Linked DNA regions of Mus musculus: region 2 is linked to region 1. A link is a contact called in public promoter capture Hi-C data. All regions are on one chromosome and are shown on one strand. Each heading gives the region's core, a stretch centred on a gene start, on an enhancer-like site or on the middle of the called end of the contact. The rest is flanking DNA. Distances are from core to core; before and after follow the strand shown.

Region 1 (5,752 bases), core at 904-3,403:
TACATATACATAAAAGAAAAACTCCAGGATTGAACATGACCTGTTTAAAAATTAAATATTGGTAGAAAAATTTTTAACAAGCACATCAGTAAAATATTAGTATGTTCTCAAATATTTTTGAGATTATCTTAATAATTAATGGAGACGGCATCTCTCTCTGTAGCCTAGGCTGGCCTAAAACTAGCCATTCTCCTGCGTTAGCCTTTTTAGTGACCTAATTTTAAAATTGATTTTTTTTTCTAAGTAGTTCTAGAAGTCAGCGCATGTCTTTGTGCTCCTCACAGTATATCAAGGGCAGGGTTTTATTACATAGCTCAAGCTGGCCCTGAGCTCACTGTGTGCCTTACACTGGCCTTCATCTACCTCAGTCCTTGAGTGCTGGGATTCCAGTGTGAACCATCACAACAGCTAAGAGTTTTTTGTTAAGTAGAAATGAAAATCAAGTTAGAGAAAGATGGTGTCAGTTGGACGATGTGTTCTACTTGTAGGTATGGGGTGTAAGTGCTGTCTTCTGTACAGACCACTCTTGTACGGTTATTAAAGCATAGCATCCCGAGTAAGAACATTGAGTAAAGTGCTAGGAGCAAAATCAGTGACTTTCAGAGTTTTAATTACCTCTGGCCCATCCACCTGTCATTAAAATAGAGTAGCATTTGACTTCAACATACTATTATGCACAAAAACTTTGTTGCTGTTAACATTGATAAAATAATCACATTTAAGCTTTTTGATATACATAAAAATAAATTTATGCTTTTCTGAGTCCTGAATTATTGCATGATACAGCAGGCTAGATACTTGTAATAAAACAAGGAGAATTCGAGCTTCATGTTAATAGAAGAATTCAATTTTTAAATGCAGTTAATTTACTAATTGTAGTTTCTCTTCTCTTCATAGTCTCTCTCAAGTCTACCCCCTACACCTGTATTAGCAGGTAGATATTTATAGGTGAGTGTGATGGCATATGCACTTTCAGAGTCGCACTCTCATGATGACTGCTGATGTTAACTTCCCCATGGTCTTTGGGACATGGAATGTGAAAAAGAAATGTTTGATCCTGATCCTTTCTCTGTGATAACTCCAGCTTGTGTCAAGTTGACACACAAAGCCAGCTGGTACAGATTGAAAACCCACAAAAGAGATAAAAGATGAGTTATTTACATTCAAAATATTTCTCATCTATTCAAGATACATTTTTAAAGAAGGAAAGCATCAGATAACATATAAATGTAAAATGATTAAAACTGTTGATTTAAAAAATTACAACAAATCGCAACAAATGTTTTTTAAAGGTATGAAATATACTAATATTACAAGGGAATACTAAAAAGATAGGGAGAAAACCCCCCCCCACTTGTTTCAAAAAAATCTTTGTCAACAAGTAAATACTTAAAATTAGGGGAAATGTGTTTTGAAGGAACTTGTTACCTAACTGCCTCTCCTAACTAATCCATCCAGGCCGTAAACTGGTCCCGGGTGACAGTTACACTGACCTGAGCGTGCTGGAATCTGATCCTCTCTCCCCTACATTCCCTGCAGTATAAAGACCCCCTCAGAATGGGCTTTTCCGTTTCATTGTGATAAGGAATGGTTTATTAAGTATTATCCCCCCTCCAAAAAAAAGAACCCCTAGTTAAAACCATTCTTAAGTCACCTATTTATGTTAAAATACTGCTTTTCAATGTTATAACAGTCCTTTTACCATGTGACATTTTATATAGTGGCTCCCTCACTTTTCAGATCGATAGACCCCAGAAATTTTGAAAATGACCCAAATTATTTGAAGATTTTAAATGTAAACACCTCATATTTTAGTTCTGCACATTTTATAGCTAGGTAACTTGAAATTGAAGTTAGAATACCTACTGTAAGTTGAGGGCTTTTCTGACTGTATAATCAGTTTAACATGGGATGCCTAATGGCTATAATTATTTCTGTTGCCTTTTTACCTCTAATGGAGTAAATGTATATGTAGTTGCGGCATTCTGTGCTGGTTTGCTAAATCCACAGGAAATAAAAGGGTACAGCTAGGACGAAGGAAAGGGAATAGTTAATCGTGGAGGAGGAGAGGCACAGCTCAGTACTTTGCCTAGAGGCCGCTGGGAAAGTGACGTCCTGTAGCGTTCGTTCGTTCGCTGTTCTAGAAAGTACAGAGACACGTAGTTGAAGTGGGAGGGTCTAGCTGAGGCCGTCTCCGTGCGGTGTCTATTTATCTGTAAGTGAGCTGCCGGGGAGGAATTAAATAGAGACGCTGCCTGCTGCCTCTGGACAGCTGAGCCGAGTTGCTGATTTGCTTTAACTTGTAAGATACCCAGCTTGCTTTATTTTCTCAGGATCATTGTGTTGCTAAGCCTGGGGACGCTGTTTTCTTTTACAAAGGGAAATCTAAGTTCATTTCAAGGCATTCGAAATGGGGAAAGACTATTATCACATTTTGGGAATTGACAAAGGAGCTACAGATGAAGATGTTAAAAAGGCTTACCGAAAGCAAGCCCTCAAATTTCACCCGGACAAGAACAAATCTCCTCAAGCAGAGGAAAAATTTAAAGAGGTCGCAGAAGCGTATGAAGTACTGAGTGATCCTAAAAAGAGAGAAATATATGATCAGTTTGGCGAAGAAGGTAAGCTGCATATTTCTGTACCTTTGGCAGTGTCTGAATCGTAGCTTTTTTTTTTCTCTCTCTCTCAGCCTTCTGGTTATCGTTACATGAGAACATCAGACATACTAAAATAAAAAGAAAAATAACAGGTTAAAACTAAGGTTTAATCCTTGATTATTTGAATGAGCTATGAATGAAATGTCATGTTTGTCTTTGTGGGTTTTTTTCTTAGAATATTGTATTATTCATATTCTCCTGTTAGACTTATTGTTTTAGCATTTTATATTTTAAAAGAAACCTTAAATTCTCATGCCTGTGAATGAATTGTTTAAAAGTCTTATGCAACCTGTTTTGTTTTTAATGATTTTATTGCCAGAATTAATAGAATCTTCAGTCACTTAAAATTTTAAGATCGGCAATTCAAATTCTGGGCCATTTATGTTTTATTTAGAAAAACAAGAAGTTTTTTGTCCTTTTAGAGCGACGCTAGTTGAAACTGAACAAGACGGAGTGGTGTGTCGTAGAAGCAGAAGGCACAGGCATTTAGCTTCTAGTTGTTTTTGGCAATCTGCCTAGAGAGGAAAGAATTTCCCTGATGTCATAAAATACCAGAACAAGTTTTTAGCTTAATTATAAACAGTTAATATTGTGCCAGGAGAACAAGATCTCTCTCTCTCTCTCTCTCTCTTTCTCCCTCCCTCTCTTCCTCCCCCCCCCCCCCCGCCCTCCCGCCCTCCCTCTCCTTCTCTAACCCAAAATGGCCACCTAGTTGGAACAATGACTGAGTTTGTTTTAGTTAACTATTTCTTTTGGAAATTTTACTATGTGGCTGAAGAGGAAGCATGACAGCTGCCCTTTCCCTCAGCCATACTTTTTTTCTTGCCTTCTGAGATCAGGACTCAGTGAGCTCAGTAGCCTTTGAGAATCTCCTTTTACCATTCCGAATTTTGTCCAGCATCTCCATAAATGTCCATAAATGTCGTAAATGTGGCCATAAAGTAGGAGTTTGAAATTGTCAGTCAGCAGCAGCGGCAACCATGCATTAGTTCACGTGAGTTCTGGGGTTTTCAAGTGTTAAAACAGACTAAAGTTCTTTTGCATTATTCTTCCCCTAATGTCTTTTAAGTCACGGTGGCTATGGAAACATACTGTTTTCCCCTTGTTTATAGCATTTAAACACCAGATTTCCCTAATTAGAAGTCCTTCAAACAGGGCCATGCATTAAGCAAACTAAACCGACAACTCAGAGCAGTGGTGGGCCCTTTTCCTCCTGCTTTAATTTTGGGTCAGTCCCAAGCATGCTGCTGCCTGTGGTTGTAATTCGTGCAAATCCACAGTGTCAAGTTCTTACAAAGTGAGTGAGTAATTACAAGAAGCAAGATGTGGATAGTTGAGGCTGTCTGTTCCCCATGGTCACACAGTTGAGAATGCCGTGGTGTGACCTCTCAGGAGCGAGCAGGCTCTTGAGACAGTGCCAGTACTCTGGCCACTCTTGAGTAGGTGGAGTGGTGTGTGAGTTCCCACAAAGCCACTTGTGTAAACGCAGGTTATTTGGCTCCATCTTATGGAGTGCTCAAGTGCACCTCTGTGTTAAGCCGTAGGATTCAGGCTCATTAATCGTGTTTGACTTCAGAGTTTTCAAGTATACCAGCTGGTACTCTTAATTCTTTACGTTTTCTCTTGGCAGTGCTTTTTAGAGTAACTCACTCCCCAAATTATCTTTCTTTTCTTTTTCTTTTTCTTTTTCTTTTTCTTTTTCTTTTTCTTTTTCTTTTTCTTTTTCTTTTTCTTTTTCTTTTTCTTTTTCTTCCTCTTATTTTTTTTTACTGATCATTACCAGTGACTAAATCACAATTTCTGTATACCCTGAGTCTTTTTTTGTTCTTGGTGTTCTTAGCCCAGATCAGTGCTCTAAGCAAGGAACGAAGCATGAAGCAGGACTGGTTGCTTAAAGTGTTGAAATTTATTATTCAGAAATACTCTGTAGTTATTAGCTACCTGAAAATATAGGAGAGTGAAGACTGTTGAGCTCTTCTGTTTCTTACTATTTGGTAACCTAGCACACAGTGACTGCAAAGCTCTGTCGGCTTAGGAGGAGTTGTAGCTCAGGGCCACAGCACTAGCTAAGCATGCAGAGCCCCGCTCTCAATCCGCAGCACCCCACCCTCATGGCCTGGAGGTTCTGTGTGAGGAAGCTTTTCTCCTTTCTCTCCTTCGCATTGTCCGTGCTTGTGTTCCTGAGTCTGTAGGCCTCTCCAATAGTAACAGAAATCTAGACTGTCCACATTTACAATTAAGAGAACCGTTAATACTGTTTATTCAAGTTGTGAAATTCTTTTAACATCTGAAATTTAAAATGGTTTCGTTTTAAAAAAGTGAATAAAATAACTATGGTTTAAAGTTATTATATTATCTAGTAGTTTTATTCCTGGGAATCAAAAAGAAAAATAAACAAGACAAAACATTTGCTCATACAAAGACATGTTCCTGATTGTTCATAGTAGGACCATTAAGGTCCCTGCATCCAAACAATCCAGAAGTCACATGGTTTAGCAAATGGATCAACAAGGAGTATATACTCCAGTGGGTACTTTTTAGCAATTAAAAAGGGACCCGTTTAATGAAGTATGTCTCAACTGGATGAACCTGGAAAAACATGCTGGATGAAAGACTCTAGATAGAAGTGATACTGTATATTATGTAATTCAATTTGTGAAATATCTGATAGCTGAGCTAGCTTGCCTAGGACTGGAGGTAGGAATATAGGAATAAGCAGGAAATACAAGTAGAGACCTCTTGAGAGTGGTGGGAATATTCCACAAATGGATTGTAGTAAATTTATTACAGCTGAACAGTATACAAATTAATTTTGTCATGTAGTCTACATACTAAATAAGTCAGTTTACTTCATAGTATAAATATTTGAAAATAATCATGAAACTACAGAAATCTATAATTGGGTTTTGAATTATTCTCTGCCCTAAACTTTTAGGCTTGGTTAAGTGGATATGAACAGAGGTTTGTATTAAACAATTAAATTATTTTTCTCTATTGAGCCAGAGAGATGGCTCAGTGGGCAAAGGTGCTTGTGGACCTGAGTTCAATCCCTGGGACCCTCAAGGTGGAAAGAGGGACCTTAATTCTGAAGATTG
Region 2 (5,970 bases), core at 37-2,536, 5.8 Mb before region 1:
CCTGGGCGGTGAAGACCGGCAAGAAGGGAGGGAGGGAAAAAGGAAACGTTCCCTAAAACCCAGAAGACCTGCCTGGATGTGAGATAGCCCGACCTTTTGGCACTCGCAAAGACTGCCGCAGAGAAAATGCAACCTGTCCCGAAATGCTCAGGTGGAAAAGAAGAAAACATCCTTGCTGCACCCTGACCCCTGGCACGCTCGCTGCACCTGAAAAGACTCGAGGTTTTCCGCCAGAGGAAAACACGGTGCGGGAGAAGGGACCGGGAACCCGGAGGCCAACGGTCACCCCCACCCCACCTCCGAGGGGACGGAAATTAGGCAAAGCTCACCATGATTATCTTTCTGTCCGATATTGTGCGTGCGGATGAGCGAGGACAGTCTCCTCACGTCCCCCTTAAAGACGCACTCGTGGACCGGGTAGAGCGAGGGGCAGCCGCCTCCGTCAGCGACTAAAGCGGGGTTGCTGCCGCCCAGGCAGGCCGGGGCAGGGCAGGTGGCAGTCACTGCGTTGTGCTGCGGCGGGGCCGGAACGCCGGGGCCCGGAACGGCGGGCGCCTTCAGCTGCAGCCGGTGGTGGTGGCTGAAGATCTTATGGCAGGCCTTGCCGCCCTTGCCGCTGCCGCCCGGTCCGCTTCTGCCCCCGGTGAAGGCGCCGCCGAGCGCGGCTGTCGCCTCCTCCTCGCAGGGCTCCAGCACGTCCCCGTCCTCTTTGCTGGGCTTGTGGTCCCTCCGCAGGGAGCGGATCTTCTCCCCGGTCATAGCCGCCGCGGCGCGCGGGACAGGCTCCGGGAGGCTCACCGCGGGCCGAGCCGGCGCGGCGGCGGCGCCGGGCGATTAGAGCGGCGGCCGCGAGCCTAGCACGCAGCATGAACTCCCGGGGCGACCGCGGGTCCGCGACACGCGCATCTCCCGGAGGCGGCGGCCCTCGTCTCGGACGAGGAAAGCCGCAGCTCAAGAGACCACGACCGCACGACGCCCGGCGCCGCCGCCGCCGCCTCCTCCTCACTCGGAAAGACCCGGCGCAGCCATCTTTCCCCGGCTCCTCTCGCGAGAGCTTCGGAGGAAACGCCGCCGCGGAGTGTTAGAGGGCCGCTTCTGCGCTTGGGTCAGGGTCCGGGCAGCGCCCGCGCTCCTCTCGCACAGGGTTCCACCCTGGGCCGGGCCCTGCGGCTGAATTCAGACCCAGACTCAGAGCTCTGACCTGGTGCTCTGGGCCTTCGTAAAGGAGGAGGTCAACGGCAGTTACGAACTCTAGCTTAAAGGCTGAAACCCTGTTTGTCAACCTCCCTCAGAACGACGTAGGAAGACACCACCGGATATCGGACGTGACGTCACTCAGCTGCGCTGGACCTTCAGTAAACACTCGCTAAGACTCTGCTGGGTTCCCTAACCTGTGCAAGGACTTGCTCAGGCTGGCAAGGCTGTAGGCGAGGAGAGATGGCCAGTTATCCTGGAGGAATCTAGGGCCTGACTTTGGAATTCAAAGGCTGTTTATTACACCGGGAATGGAGGATTTTTCAAACAGCTGTTAGTTGAGTGTATTTGGGACAAACGTCAGAGTTAAAGTATGTGGAGGATGCTTACTTGAGGAAATGGAGTAATTGTTTTTAAATAAGTGGGCAGTAACCCGGGTGAGAGATGATGAAAGCATGCTCTGGGATACAGTGAATCCGGAAAAAGCTTAAGACTCCTTTAAAAATGAGTTCAAATTTAGCATATTGAAGTTGGAGGTCCTTGGTGTTTTTACACAGAGTGCTAGTTATACAGTTTGGAATTTTGGACATAAATTCTTTGGAAGTAGGAAACGGATCTTAGATCAGATTCAGGAATTGCACAGTAACCCAGCGAAATAAAATGGTGTAGAACAAAAGTGCCATAAGACGTATAGAATGAATAGTCGAGGTAGTGAGTGGGAATCAAAGCACTGTGTGTGTGTGTGTGTGTGTGTGTGTGTGTGTGTGTGATGAAATTGTGAACATTTAGAAAACTAAACTGAACATGGTGGCTCACATCAATAAGTTCCAGCACTCCAGAAACTGAGGAAGGGCAAAAGGATTGATCACATGGATTCAAGGCTAGCCTGAGCTACAGAGTGAATGCTGTCCCAAAATTAGTAGATGGACCAGTGACATGACATGCCACTGAGCATTCAATCCCTGGGACCCACATGGTAAAAGAAAAGAACCCATTCCAACAAATTGTCCTCTGGTGCATACCCACACACACACACAAAATTAGTCTTAAAAAAAAAAAAAAAAAACAGTAAATAGTAGGTAGGCAGCCAAAATCATGTACCTAATTACTGGCTGCTACCTCTTGATGGATGTTAAAACTCCTAAGTGTTCTTTCAGTGAAATCAAACACCATGAACATTTTTTTTTAAGACAACCTATTGTGGTGGTATATGCTTACAATCCCAGCACTCGGGAAGTAGATACAGGAAGGTTGCCTCAAGTGACTGTTCTCAAAAAACAAACATCTCATCCCTTTAAACTTTGAGGTTTAAGGCTTATAGTATGTAATGGGTAGGGACATCAAAATATGAGTACTATTAAAGATATTTAGTACAAGAAAAATGTAAATTCTGAGATTCTGTAACATCCCAATATAACATAAGGGGAAATTATTAGTTTAAATTGACACAGAAATCAAATTTCAGAAAGTCTTTGTGAAGGGCTTGGAGAGGAGGATCGGCAGTTGAGAGAAGTGGCTGCTTTTTCAGAGGACCTGGGATTCAGCTTCCGGCACCCACATGACAGTTTACAACTATCTGTATGTAACTCCAGCAGTTTCTGACTACCTAACACCCTCACACAGATATACATTCGGGCAAAAAAAAAAAAAACATATAAAATAAAAATAAACAAAATCATTTTTAAAAGTCTTTGTGGAGGAAGTAGTATCTGAAAGAGGTTTTAAAGAACTTATGAAAGCCCAGTCTCCCCAGTCCCTTGTGTTGTTTTATTGGTTTTTGTTTCGTTTTGTTTTTTAACTTCATGATAGTGCTATATCTGCATTACACCTAATAAAGATGAGTATATACACAAGTTTGGTTTTTATAAAATTCTGAAGCAATTTTGATACATTTTATTGCCACAGACCCTCTGGATCCCTTTGTCTGTGTGGAATGGGTCTCTAGTCGCAGGTGGGGAAAGTGTCTGATGGGATGACAGATAGATGCACACAGGAGAGGTTGTGTAGAATCTGAATGTAATTTGTCAAATCGAACTTTTTATACAGAAGACAATAAGGAAGTTGGGTGACACACTCACAAGGTACAAAGAGGTTACTGGATTCTTACATAAATCAGAGGAATGCAAACACAGGTCTAACAGGAACCACCTGGGATAGAATTCATTGTTAACAACTGGGATCAACAAGGGCTCCACCAACAACATTATGAACTAACCAGTACCCCAGAGCTCTTGACTCTAGCTGCATATGTATCAAAAGATGGCCTAGTCGGCCATCAATGGAAAGAGAGGCCCATAGGTCAGGCAAACTTTATACGCCCCAGTACAGGGGAACGCCAGGGCCAAAAAATGGGAATGGGTGGGTAGGGGAGTGGGGGGGGGGGTGGATGTGGAGGACTTTTGGGATAGCATTGGAAATGTAATTGAGGAAAATACGTAATAAAAAAAAATAAAAAACAAGGGCTCCACCTAAGATTCACTTAATTTTAGAAGCCAGGGTCAAGGGCTTCGTGCCCTTGCCAAAGTTCCTATTTTAGTCTATTGTATAGTCCACCTTCCCCCTAGGCCATTGTAAATACGTGCGTCTGGGTATAACTCAGCTATCTATAGTTCTAAGTATCTACTCTGGTTTCTCCTTAGGTCTGAAACTCCCTTCTTCCTAGGTGATGGTAAATTCATGTGTAGGGCAGTGACTTAGTTTTTATTCAAAGTGATAGTGTAGTACCAGAGGCAATTCTGAATGTCACTGAATAGCAACATTTTTACTGAATTTCCAAGCCCATGGTCTTGCTCAAGGACTTTCTAGGACTGTTGGAACACTGGTGAAGGCTTTAGCTATGTCAGAATTCAATCTTAAAAGGCACTTATAATAGGATAATACTAAAAGAGAGCACGTGGATCCATACACTAGACTAACTCGGGAATGGAAAATTAATGTATGGGTTAGAGAGAACGCCAGACTCCAGGAGTGAGTTTCCGTGAAACCCTTCTGCCTCGTGTGTAGCATCCAAGCCTCTCAGCTTGTCAAGCTGACTCAACCAGAGCGTGTGGCACTTTATAATTCATATTATGCTCCCAGAAAATCTATTCCAAATATTAGTGACAAGAGTTTTCTGTGGAATTGGGCATGGTGGTACACGCCTTTAATACCAGCACTTGGGAGGCAGAAGCAGGCAGATTTCTGAATCCAGGACAGCCAAGGCTACACAGGAAAACCCTGTCTCGGGGAAAAAAAAAAAGAGTTTTCTGTGGTATTGAAGAAGAAGTCTATGGCAGGAAAAGACTTTAGGATCCATGTTGGAAATCACCTCTCCTAGCAGCAACACAGCCTCCTGAATTATGTTTCCTGTCTTTCCTTCTTCCTCATTCTCCATTACAATTTCCATATGCCTCCTTCATCTTCTTGGCCTTTGAGTTCTGTGAGGAGGGAGCCATACTTAGCGTTGCAGTGTCAGGGATGAGATGCATTGCTCCCATGCTGGTACCTGCAGCACCCACAGGTGTGCTTCAAAAAGACCTCTGCTCTCCTAAAACTGGACAAGCCAGTTAAAGCAGAATTTGGATTTACTAAGAGGAGGCAAACATGTTTAAAACAAAAAGAGATGCACTTAGGAAAAGTGCCCAAATGGCCTTCTCAAGAGTGTCACATTCGGGGGCTGGAGAGATGGCTTAGCGGTTAAGAGCACTGACTGTTCTTCCAAAGGTACTGAGTTCAAATCCCAGCAACCACATGATGGCTCACAATCATCCATAACGAAATCTGACTCTCTCTTCTCAAGTGTCTGACGACAGTGTACTTACATATAATGAATAAATAAATCTTTAAAAAAAAAAAAAGAATGTCAAGTGTCTTAACAGTCAGCTAGTTGTGGTCATTCCTAAATTTACACCATTCAAAGGGCTTCCACGAACTAACTCACTCCTCCTCCCCTCTCTCTTAAACCATGCAGTAGTTTCTGGGATCCTTTGGATAAGGGAGAAGAGCTGTCCCATCCTCTGCCTATCTCAAACCCTGAGCTTGGTTTTCTGCTATTTAACCTTACTTGAAATACCTCTACATAGCATATTCTCTCTGGGAAACCGTATTATAAAATTCAATCCGTTGTATTGGAATTGATTCTTGACTCTCAGATGCTGGAAGGCTCCAGAGTGAAGGACCCCTTCAATTAAAACTGCCTTGAAAGCATGTAATAACCTACATAGCACACTTAGACCAGTTCTCACGAGTAGCCCTTCGAGTCCCGAATTGGTGACCTTCCTGGTGAACCCCTCAGCCAGTCCCAACCCTGGATGGACTCTTCAGATCGATCTCCATCAAGGACATGAGTAGAAGGAAGCAGTAGCACACTCAGCTCGCACTGGGTGGGGAAGTGGGTGACCTAATTAGTGTTGGCCAATTGGACTGATCTCTGAGTAGAAGTTGAGGCCAAGTTCTCAAGATAGTAGAACTATTTCACAAAGGGGATTGGCTCTGAGAGATGCAGAGACAAATTCCAAGAACCAGCAGCAAGCTTTAACACCCAGACATGGAGGAGGAAAGGAAGGGAGGGACTCCTGGGATAAGAAGGGAAGGAAGGAGGGACACAGTTAGCTTAGTGTTTTGCTTTCAGTTGAATATGACCTTTAAAATATCTGGATGTGAACTGAACTACTAACTTCTCAAATATTTTTACTTTTCAGTCAAATATTGAGGATAGAAGATCCAATCCATAACTCAAGCACTGAATTTACCACACACAAAATCATGTTGTTGTTGTTGTTTTCAGAGTAGCACTTC

The links. Promoter capture Hi-C pulls out the DNA fragments that hold promoters and counts their contacts.
Region 2: a promoter capture Hi-C map of cranial neural crest shows a contact between it and region 1. The contact joins the promoter of Ankrd13c here to the promoter of Dnajb4 in region 1. A contact is called at or near these places in 3 of 39 promoter capture datasets (the C10 cell line, cranial neural crest and pre-B cells).

Annotation. Positions count from the first base shown.
Region 1 is chr3:152,190,246-152,195,997 of GRCm38.p6, reverse strand. It overlaps Dnajb4 (DnaJ heat shock protein family (Hsp40) member B4), which reads left to right and starts at 2,153. Exons shown (of 3, transcript NM_025926.5): 1 at 2,153-2,621. The coding sequence starts at 2,411.
Region 2 is chr3:157,942,316-157,948,285 of GRCm38.p6, reverse strand. Ankrd13c (ankyrin repeat domain 13c) reads right to left here and starts at 1,286. Exons shown (of 13, transcript NM_001013806.2): 1 at 330-1,286. The coding sequence starts at 759.